Regions from separate parts of the Xenopus laevis genome. Here region 1 is linked to region 2. The links are chromatin contacts, called in public Hi-C maps. All regions are on one chromosome and are shown on one strand. The core of a region is the stretch at or near the end of the contact, and the rest is flanking DNA. Distances in the headings are between cores, read along the strand shown.

Evidence for each region. Hi-C and Micro-C count contacts between places; a contact is called where the count stands out from the background.
Region 1: a Hi-C map of the XL177 cell line shows a contact between it and region 2, with 2.5 times the contacts expected there. The contact joins the promoter of fignl2.S here to the enhancer-like site in region 2. A contact is called at or near these places in 2 of 4 Hi-C or Micro-C datasets (the XL177 cell line and the XTC cell line).

Annotation. Positions count from the first base shown.
Region 1 is chr2S:134,486,317-134,492,216 of Xenopus_laevis_v10.1, forward strand. fignl2.S (fidgetin) reads right to left here and starts at 4,040. Exons shown (of 2, transcript XM_041584447.1): 1 at 3,588-4,040.
Region 2 is chr2S:134,366,419-134,372,254 of Xenopus_laevis_v10.1, forward strand. No RefSeq gene overlaps it. Among protein-coding and RNA genes, the nearest start is that of fignl2.S, 120 kb to the right of the region's middle. Within about 2 kb of position 2,628, at least 1 of the 7 cell types and tissues checked has an H3K27ac peak or open chromatin away from gene starts, as enhancers often do.

The DNA of each region.
Region 1 (5,900 bases), core at 2,790-5,289, 120 kb after region 2:
TGCCATTATAGCCACTGAAGGACTTTGGATCGTATCATTACTAGCAGCTAAATAACAATATTCCACTTCCTCATTGCAACAGAGTCTGACTCCAATCTTATTAAAGAAAAGTTTCTACCCATCAAGGGTTTTAATAAGCCTGCCTTTTGCTGCTTTGCCATTCATAGGTCCTACCTGGTTCCTGTGTTTCCTGGCTGGTTCCTGAGTTACTTCTTTGGCAGAGATCCCCAACCCTTTTTTTTACCCGTGAGCCACATTCAAATGTGAAAAGAGTTGGGGAGCAACACAAGCATGAAAACAATCCCTGGGGTGCCAAATAAGGGCTGTGATTGGCTATTTGATAACCCCTGTGTGGTCTGGCAGCCTACAGGAGGCTCTGTTAGGCAGTACACTTAGATTAAATTCCAATAAAGTTGCCACCAAGCCTGGGATTCAAAAACAAGCACCTGCTTTGAGGCCACTTGGAGCAACAACCAAGTGATTGGTGAGCAACATGTTGCTCGCAAGCTACTGGTTGGGGATCACTGTTCTATGGATTTCCTTGTTCCGACCTCTGCTATCTGTTCACTGGGAATGGCTTCTGCTCTGCTTCCTTTTCAGCAGACTGCTCTTAGACATATTTACCAGTGTTTCTCAGCATTAGGATTCCAGTCTATCATTTCTCAGCTAGTTATTCCTGACGTCCTCATCATTATATACAACACTTTCAGTCTATTGTATCCCACTCATTCTATCTATTCTATCATATGCATTCAAAGCATTCTATCCCATTCTGCCTTAGAATTTCCCCTACATATTCTCACCACCGTAATTGTTCTATTGTCACATGGTCAACATTACACTTTGAAACTATTCCATTCCATTCATTCTAACCATTGCCTCCTGCAGATTCAATTAACTTATACCATGCTTATTATTACTATCCCAACATGTTAAAATCATTCTGGCATAGCTACATTTCCACTTCTGCTACAAATATGTCACCATTCAATTCTGCATACTGCAACCCTTCATCTCTCATTATTTCGCACATTCATAATCATAATCATAATATCCTACTAACTAACTAACTTACTAGCCATTCTATCCCAGTCCAGCTCCTAAGACACGAGTGCCCCAGTTAAGTTGCACCCCATGCAATTGTCAGGGTCTAGCACTGAGAGGTGTTATGGCACATGTAACCATATTGCATTACACTAAATAAGAACGGATGGTGTTTTATGTAAGTGAAAATAAAGTAAAACCCACTTCTGAGATCATTGTTTAAATCCTGAATAATGGGAAGTAGCAAGCAGGGGGATCTAATAGAGCTGTTTGTGGACAATGTTGGGTTTCTGTTTCTGTCATCAGCTCAATATCAACTGGTAGATAGTAATCTGCCTACTGAGCAAACACATCTTAGGGCCATTTACTGTATTGAACTGAGTATATATACACCTATTCAAAATATTTACATCATAATTCTTATTGTAGTCTGTGCAACACACTCCCAAACAGCCAAACCTCTCCTGTATCAGTAAATTCTACCAGTTCACATAATTTCAGTATAGATTGCCAATGAGATGGTTTGAAAAGTACTATTCGATACCACTCATTTTCTATTATTTCTCTTCCCTTTCAGGTTACTATAATAATGAACAGCAGTCTTGTGAATGGTGTCACCAATCATTGGCCTTTATTCATAACCGGTTAACATGCAAGACTTGTTAAAGGGGAACTATTGTGAAAATTAAAATTTAATATACTGTATGCTTCATCATACTGAAATAAGAAGTTTTCTAAATACAATCAATTAAATATTCTGCATTGTCTCTGAAATAATCAAGTTTATCTTCATTATTCCTCTCTCGGCATCTGTTTCTCTTCATTCTGTCTTCCTGCAGGAGTTGGGTGTCAGATATTCATTGACAGTTAGATTCAATATATCTTATGGGGGGGGGGGTCCTTTTGCCTAGAAGATGTATTAGAGCTCACTCTTAAAATCATCAGAAATCTTGTCTCTCTACATGCAGGAATTGTGTGTGATTTTCTTAGATGTGGTTTCTACTGGAATCAGTTATTTGAGTGAGTCCTAATACATCTGCTTGGAAAGGAAGCCCCCCCCCCATTAGATATATTGGATCTAACTGTAAATGAATATAACCCAACTGCTGCATGAAGACAGACTGAAGCAAAACAGATGCTGACAGAGGGATAGTGAAGATAAACGTAATCATTTTAAAACAATGCAGAATATTTAATTGACTGTTTAGAAAATGTCTTATTTCAGTATGACGAAGCTTATATTCAATTTTCATTTTCGTGATAGTTCCCCTTTAGCGTACAACTTTTTAGCTGCAGAAAAGCAGCACAATCTGTTCAGTTACTTATTGTTTTCTGGAGTCACAATGAGGTTTCTCACTCTCCGGGCTCCCTGTGATATTTGGCCATAAAACTGGTTAAGCCATTTCACTGATCCACACATGAGGAATTCTTGAAAGAAAAAAAAAAGCAGCCTGGACAAGGAATTTGGAAGGAGTTTCCTAAAAGCCTTGCTTGGCTCGTGTGCAGGGCTCTGTTCAAACAGATTTGCTCGCCAGCCATTGTATGGGGAAAGATGTCTCCTTATTACTTCTGCAGTCACACCACTAACATCTAGCAAGGCACATGGTACAGCAAAACTGCAGTTTGCTAGTGATTCACAGATTTTTTAAAATCAACACAACTATTCAATCAACCAACTACATGAACTGAGGGGTAGCTAGCATCCCATACAAAAGGCTCATTACACTGTAACGGAACACAACAAACACATGTGCAGCTTTTGTAAGTGTTTTATGACATTTTTTTAAAAATGTATCAGTATTATAATCAGTTCAGTAAAGGTATACTTGCCTTCAAAGCGTTATCTCCCTACAGAAACATCTGCATTGCCTTATCTCACCAATTGGCCGTCATCATCCCCTTTGTGGCTTCCCAGGAGTTATACTAATCAGATGGAGATATTGTGCAGCATTTCCAAAGTACTCGTTCTGTTTATCCAGCTGAACAGAAATCCCCATGCAATAAGCACCAGCCGTCCTACAATGGCCATGGCTCTCCCCTTGCAAACACAGCAAAAATCCACCCCAACAGAGTCAGCTTTGTGTTGCAAATGCACAACTTCATCACTGCACAGCCTGTGCTGTAATTGTAGCATTTGTTTTGCTGGTGCTGCTGATAATGTCCCCATGTCTCTTAACTGATCATAATGGATGGGAAAGAACACATTCTAGGCCAGATACCCAAGTGATATAGTTCACAAGTAGAGTGATAGCCAGCTAAATTGCAGTTCAATAGGGCAACACAACAGGATACAAATATACATACAGGTAGACAATGGCAAAAACTTGCAGCAATGAACTAAATGTAACCTGGATGTTGCATGCAATGAATGGCATTAGAGCAGCTTTTAAAGTTCTGTAGATGTGAGTGGGAGAAGCTGAAAGCATGTTGTTCATAGGGGCAAATAAATGATGCCACCCTCACTAGCCAATATGCTGCAATGCGTTGCCATCCCCCCCAGTGGGACAGAGAGGAGATCTTTATTATCCCAGGGCTTTGCTTACCTTGTGCTGCAGGAACATACTGCTTTGCCCAGGCGGTTGGACTAAATCCACACTGAGAGCGCACCAATGGGAAGCGGAGCGTTAGTAGCGCTCAGTAGATTGTGTGAGAGCGAGGGAGAGCGTGTGTGACAGCAGGCTGCCAGGGCTTGCAATCGCTGCTAGGGCTTCCCCCTGCTTCCCCTCCCCCTTAGCACATCCCTTCAGCGTTGCACTCCTTCCAAAACTATATTTGCCAGCAGGGGGGAAAAGTGACCAATCAAACATTCATGGTTCGCGTCTCTTCCTTCAGCGCTACAGTGCGATCTTCTGTGCGCCGCCGCTGCTGCTACTGGTGTCCTAAAGGCGGCACATGGCAAGGAAAAGTGTGGAGATTGTTATCAGGGCAATGAGGGGAATGAATAGCGCTTGGCCAGAGGTGGAGGGATATACAAAGAAGGGAGAGTGGAAGGGGAGGAGGAGGGTGTGGAGGAGGGAGGCTGCTGCTGCTGAGCGCTTTCTCTCTCTCAGCTTCTGATCGCTTTAGTTTATGAGCTGCCTAACACCAAGGAGAAGATGCCAGTGACTCTGGGGTGGGAGCCCTGCACACAGGTACCAGCCTACACAATGGCAATGAGTCGGTATAGTGCCAAGTGACAACCAAAGTTGCCCAGATCAGGTGCCCAAATATCACCTTTCAGTAATGAGCTAATAACAGTTCTATTCCATGTTCCCTGACTGCTCCTGTCTATAGTCACAATGGATGTTACTCACCAATTAAACAGCATTTTGGGGTAGTACAGAAAAGGCCCTTCTCCCAGGCACCAAGAATCGGAATAAAATGTAGTGAAAAAGTACAAAGAACACAGACATTTTCAATATATACCTTCTTCGGAAATTCCTAGCCTATAGACCCAGGCTTCCAGTTATTGTGAAACTGCAACTCCCCCCACCTGACTTCATCATGCCTGATTTACTGTATACAGTATCAGACTGGGATGCCAGGGGCCCATCAAAAAATCTTAGGCTGAGGACCCACTTTCCAAAGTATTATACCTCCTCTCCTCACTCAACTGTATAATTCTCCTAGACTCTCTTCTCTACATACTATTCTCGATTCTTCCATTATTAAGCCTCTTTGTTGCCATAAAAAATAGAGAATAACCATGAAATAGGCCAAATGTTTAGAAGCAAGAGGCCCACTGACATCTGGGCCCACCTGGAGTTTTCCTGGTATCCCATTGGGCCTGACTGACTGACTGTATATATTATTCCTCTTCGTATAGATGGGGCCCCCAAACTTCATGACTTGCCAGGGCTCCTTTTTTCTCACTCTGGTCCTTGTTATAACTGCAATTTCAATTAACATTTAGTGCAAACAAGTACTATCCTACACTTTCCATGTTACACTTCACTTATAATGCACTTTAACAAAAACATGTAATATGTGACAATGAAGCCATTAGTCAAAATGGGGCCAGTGGTATAACTTAACTTTTCCTGGGCCCCCCTGCAGAAAAAAAATGAGGGTCCCATTTCACATGATATCACTGCAAATTTCAGCCACACCCATAAGCATGGTTGCAGTTACGGGTACTTTTTGGGCCCCACTGTCAACCGGGCCCCCTGCTGTAACAAGGTAATGATGGGGGGGTCCATTTAATAGATATTGGAAGGCCACATTGGGCCTCCAGTTGGACAAACCCAAATTAGATTGGGAGCTTACAATCTAATATCTGGCACCAAAAGTCAGACAGACCGTTTCATTTGATTTCTATATACAGTAAACAGCTTCTTTTTCTGTATGAGAGTCAAAGAGAGGCACAGTAATTTTCTAAACCATGAGAAATTGACTAGGATTTGAACCCATGATTCCCAGCCCTCTAAGTCCAGTGCCTTAACCACTAAGCAGCTCCTTCTACCTAATAAAAGAAACAGCCTTGTAAATGGAAGCTAATGTTAGTTATCTTACTATCTGGTACATTTGAGCTTATTGAATTGTAATAGTAGTGGATTCATTATGTCCTTTTGTTATCATTCAAGGTTTCCCTACAGTACAAGCTGGCTGGGGGGAGGCATTGCAGTTTAATATAATTTAACCAAACCTTAGTTACCCTTGATAATACAATAGCAGTCTCTCTCTGAGCCTATTTATAATACATATATAAGATATGAGTGCATTTATATGCTGATTATTTCAGTGCTGAATATTTCATGCCCTCGGATAATTCTGTAAAACGCAGCGCACATTCTGCGGCCCCATAAATGTCAGAGAGAAGGGGCCAGCGAAAGCGCTTACTGTGGAAGGAACTAGATGCTGAATGCATTATTGCCTGC
Region 2 (5,836 bases), core at 1,378-3,877:
ATATTACTATGCTCTGCTTGCCGCTCCAAACATCTTGCCACCCTAGGCTGGGGTCTGTGTATTCCATTTGCTATTCACCCAAATCCAAATATGATATATCTGATACATATTTAATCAATTCTGATGGTATTTTTCCATTTGGATGTTACATCTGGCAGTTTTTTTTAAGGAAATCTGAACCCTCAAAAAAAATTAAGGTAAATATGCTCAGAGCATTTTTTTAATATATTCTTTATTTTCATTTTACATTGTTTTCCTTTTTACACAAACAAACAACAAATAAAAACAAAAGAACAGTCTTGACCGTGAAGGCACCGTAGGTGCTTAATGGCATCATAAAGGGTCAGAGCATTTTTTTTCCTTAGTTTTCAAAATGTTAACAGTAGGGATGACTAAGGGGCCCATTTACTTAGCCCAAGTGAAGGAATAGAATAAAAAATACTTTGAATTTCGAAGTATTTTTTTGGTTAGTTCGACCATTGAATTGGCTACTTCAACCTTCTGCTTCAAATCGAACGATTCAAACTAAAAATCGTTTGACTATTCGACTATTCGACCATTCGATAGTCGAAGTACTGTCTCTTTAAAAAAAAACTTCGACCCCCTACTTCGCCACCTAAAACGAACCCAGGGCCGGATTTCTTACCCGGCCGCCCCTAGGCCGCGCGGTCCGACTAGGCGGCCACGCGGTCCTGGCGCCCGCCTTCCCAGCGCGCCGGCGAAAAAACGCCGGCGCAGCTGGTGTAGTTGAATGGGGACCCCCATAGTGCGGCTGGGCGGCATGCCGCCCCTGTTTTTTGCCGCCCTAGGCCCGGGCCTATGCGGCCTTGCCGCAAATCCGGGCCTGAACGAACCTCAATGTTAGCCTATGGGGAAGGTCCACATAGGCTTTCTAGCCAATTTGTGATCGAATGAAAATTGTTCGATCGATGGAAGGAACGGTTATTCCTTTGATCGTTCGATCGAATGAATAGCGCTAAATCCTTTGACTTCGATATTAATTAACCCTCGATATTCGACCCTAAGTAAATGTGCCCCTTAATGGGTTTTTTATTCCGCAGCGTATATTCATATTATTGAAATGATGCCATGCATTTTGTTTTGCCAAAAAATCATGGTTTTTGACTTGGCAAAAGAAAAAACGCCCATTGGCTCCAATTAATTAGGGGAGATGTCAGTTTAGAATATTGATATTTTTTCAGTGGTTTGCATATTTTCCATCAAAGAAACAGTTTCACTCATCGCTAGTTAGCAGTTTTACAATGCTAATGGGATGTATTTAAAACATCAGTCACATGATATTCATTTCTGTCGACTGGCTATAGCAGGAACCCCAACCTTTTTAACCCATGAGCCACATACTAATGTAAAAATAGTTGGAGAGCATCACAAGCATGCAAAAAGTTCCAAGGGGGGACCAAATAAGTAGTGATGGTCGAATTTATTCGCCAGGCGCGAATTTGCGGCGAATTTGCGCGATTCGCCGCCAGCGAATAAATTTGCGTAACTCCCGCGAAAATTCGCGGCAAAAATTCGCCGGCGTCAAAAAAAAAATTTCCGAAAAAAACGGACGCCGGCGTCAACAACGGGCGCCGGCGTCAAAAACGGGCGCCGGCGTCAAAAACGAGACGCCGGCGCCGTTTCGCGAATTTTTCGCCGTTTCGCGAATTTTTCGCCGTTTCGCGAATTTCTCGCGAAATTCGCAAATTTTTCGGCGAAACGCCGCAAATTCGCCCATCACTACAAATAAGGGCTGTGATTGGCTATTTGGTAGCCCCTATGTGGACTGGCAGCCTACAGGAGGCTCTGTTTGCAAGTACACATGTTTATTATGCAGCTAAAGTTTGCCTTGAAGCCAAGAATTTAAAATTAAACACCTGCTTTGAGACACTGGGAGCAACATCCAAGGGGCTGATGAGGAATTTAGTCATCTTAATTAACAGCAGGTGGTCCTTTTGTTTCAAATTCATGATATTAGCAGTTTTAAAACTGAAGTATCTTGAAAACTAGAAAAACAATGAATGCAACTTGCAGACGTGCGCTGATTCATTTTACATTTGTTTGTTTTGAGGGTCTGCAGCAGCATTTCCCTTAACATATTGCGATGGAAATCATTAGCTGATTTATGTAATTGCCACAATACCCCAAATAGCAAATAAATGTAAGTGCTTAATTATTTTGGATATTTGATTTCCAAGAAATCTATTTCAGACATGCTGCATGATTAACCAAAAACCCTTTCAATTCTTGTTCAATGACAGCATCCCTAGTGAAAGTACAACAACCCAAGGGTACTGGTTCAACTCCTTTGATTCTGCCCATGGATATTTGATTAACCCTTCCGTGGCATTTCATTACATCTAAACGGCTCTGTGAAGTTTATATTGTAGAAGATGCTGTATTAAGTACTTGACTTGGCTGAATGAATCTTTCTATGAAGGAAATGGGATTTCTGTGCTGGTGTCAGATGCATGGCTCATGTTGTGCTGAGCGCTGTTTGCATGGCTACTCCCCCTCCAGCTCTATTCTTACTGTAACTGCCAGGCCAGCTGCTTTGTTTGACGGATCACTAGTTTCCTTTGGTACTGCCTGGTCGACTATGAAGCACTCATTGTTTCTGCTGGATTATAATAGTGCTTAAACTGTGCACTGCAAGGCAAGGGGATTATGGCTTGCGGCTTGCTGGAGGCTCTCACTGAGCCGTGCTTTCAGTGGCTTTAATAATTGCTTTGATGTCAGATGTTGATGGTAATACAGTTTACTGGTATGACTGGATTACTTGTAAAACATGCTATTGACTGGACACCGCTGCATATTTATCAACATTTATATCCATCTGCAGATTGGATGCAGGCGGTATTTCATGCTGACAATAACTCTATCATTACGCAGAAGCTAATAAATAGCTTTATTCTTATGCAGAACTAGTGACAAAGTAACACCTTGCCTTGTATACAAACCCCTGTGTTGGAAATAGGGTATCAATGGCTAAAATTCTACTTATCATGAACTAAAAATACCCTGATTTGTATACAAACCTCTATGTTGGAAATAGGGTATCAATGGCTAAAATTCTACTTATTGTAAACTAAAAATACCCTGACTTGTATACAAACCCCTGTGTTGGAAATAGGGTATCAATGGCTAAAATTCTACTTATCATTACCTAAAACTACTAAGACAAAAAAAGTCACCTCTTTAATAATGGATTAATATCAATAAACTCACAAATAAATAGCAATGCTGGCCTGTTGCCTGCTTAAGAATCCATTCTGGCCTCTGTACATTTCATATCCATTTAATATCCCTACTGATTACTGGTGAAGAATTAAAAGCACATTCACACCTCTTACCGTTGTATTTTTAATATTAAAAAGATTCTGCAGCTCAGCTTGAAATCCTAGCCAAAAAGCTATTTTTTTAACTTCCCGCCCTCTTAATCCTGCTAATATCCTTACAAAGCTCCCTCTTGCCCATGTCACCGGGGGCTTCAGCAGAAACAAAGTACAGAAAGATACTGCTATGAGTCAGAACCAAACTACCAAGTGCGCTTCTAAGACAAAATAGAAAACACTGAGATAAATGTCCCTTGTACTAGGTACAATTATCAGCATTATTATAAGAAGACACATGATGCTGAAAACATATTTTTGACACATTGCTTTTATAGTGGCACCAGTATCCCATAAAATACATGTAAGTGGGAAAGGGATTTAATAACTGCAGATAGGGGAATATACTGTAATTGGGCAGCTCAACAACAACAAACACTATTAAAGGGGTCTTGTATAAGAAAGGCCCTTTTCATATTAAACATAAACCCCATATTATTTGTTTTGTTTTGTTTTTTTCATCTGTACCGGTAAATTTATTAGGTCTAAGCTGTCAATCATATATTGCCTTCCCTGCTTCTATGGCACTGGCATGGCTATCAGTTTGCACACTGCACTGTCCCCCCACACTCCCCACCTTCCCCCCTGTCTATAATTTCACAGGGATGATGCAAAGCCTGTCTTGATGTCAAGGTTTGCTATGTAGAATTAGGTATCTGGAGCCCACTGGGAATGATGCCACCAGTTGACCAATCACCTCCGCATTAACATACATACAACTCAAAGCCACCACCTCCCTACTCAACCCCAGCCAGAACTGGCATGTTGTGATCTCTTATATAGCAGTGCCCCTCCTATCCAAGTCTGACTGGAGCAGGAACAAATGGGTTAGAGATTTGATTCCATGGTCTAGCTGTTTTTTTTTTACAGTTTATAAAACATAAGACACTTGGGATATTACACAGGACAGGGTTTTGACCAAAGGACAAAAAAATACATTTCAAAGGTGAAACTGAATACACTGAACAATATAGGGCAGATTTATCAAGGTTCAAAGTGAAAATTCAAGTTTTTCATGGCCAAAACTGTCAAATTTCACTAGGTAATTATTAAAATTTGATTCTAGTTTTTTTCTAAATTCTAGTTCGAATTTATCATACACTGGCCCTTTAAGAATTCAAATTCGACTATTCACCACCTTAGACCTGCTAAATTGCTGTTTTAGCCTATGGAGGATATCCTGGGATCAATTTGGAGTTGTTTGCAGCTTTCCTGACAGTTGAGTTTTCAGAGAAAAGACAACATATGAAATATGACCATTAAATGTCTGACTTCATATACCCTGCACTCATACATAGTATACCTGGAACTAAATCAAGCTTAGCAGCAAGAGAAGCCACACAAACTCCATATATCCTGGAATTCAGTTATAAACCAATTGGAATTTCAGAAGCTTCAAATAGTTTGTCCACAGGAAATGTAAGTGAATCTAGAATAACAGTTGGGCCTAAGGGCGACCAAGCTGTTTATGTGTTTAATCGGGGCCCAGAAATTTAAGCTGGGATAAATAAATGCAGTTATGTTAGAATAAAACAACAACTGTAATTATGTGTTATATGGTCATTCTTAAAACCTAATTTGATAGTTTCTCTCTGTTCCTCTAATAGTGAGAGTGATATTTTGATATTTAATTTGCAGTTCGGTTTAATTTTTCATGATTATTGATTTGTGTTTTTTGAGTTGTAGGGGCCTGAAAATGTATCCCCGTTTGTAGTGCAATCCCCTAAGGATTGGTCACATAGGGGACCCTTATTTACCAAAGTAAGTAATTCCCCACTTCCTGGCGATGTAGGCTGACTCATAGCTATCATATGCCACAAGGTGACAGTGCCCTAATATAAAAGGGTGAGACATGCAGCTCTAGAGGCTCTTTGCCTGCAGCTTCTCCAAGGGAGAAGAGGGAAGGAGTGAAATACCAGGGGAGTATAGGCAGGGTTGGACTGGGCCGACAGGGCACCGGGGAAAACCCTGGTGGGCCCGCAGCCCTTATGGGCCCTGCTGGGCACGGCCCAGATCCACACCCTGTGGTTTCTTCCTGTGTCGGCTGGCAGTCGGGGCAAAGACTCAGTTCTCATGTGCGCGCATGCGCACACGTGAGGCGGAGGGGGCCCTGAGTCAGTCACAGGAAAAACTCAGTTGCTGTGTGCTCGCTTGTGCACATTCGCACAGGTTCACCGGAGGGGGTCCTAAAGCAGGAGCCTCGGTGGGCACCGGGCCATCCAGTCCGACCCTGAGAATAGGGTTAAATGAGTTTAAGTTGGACCTTTTTATAGTCTCTCTCTAGGAGAGCCAGCCAGGAGTAGGGCTACCTATATTGAGCAGCTTTGAGCTCCACCAAAAACATTAGAAGGTATTAGATTCCCAAGGTTATTGTGGCCTAGTCATGGAACTAGAGACAGGTTATAGGGACACAAGAAGTGTCCCCAGAGCAAACAGGAGAAGCT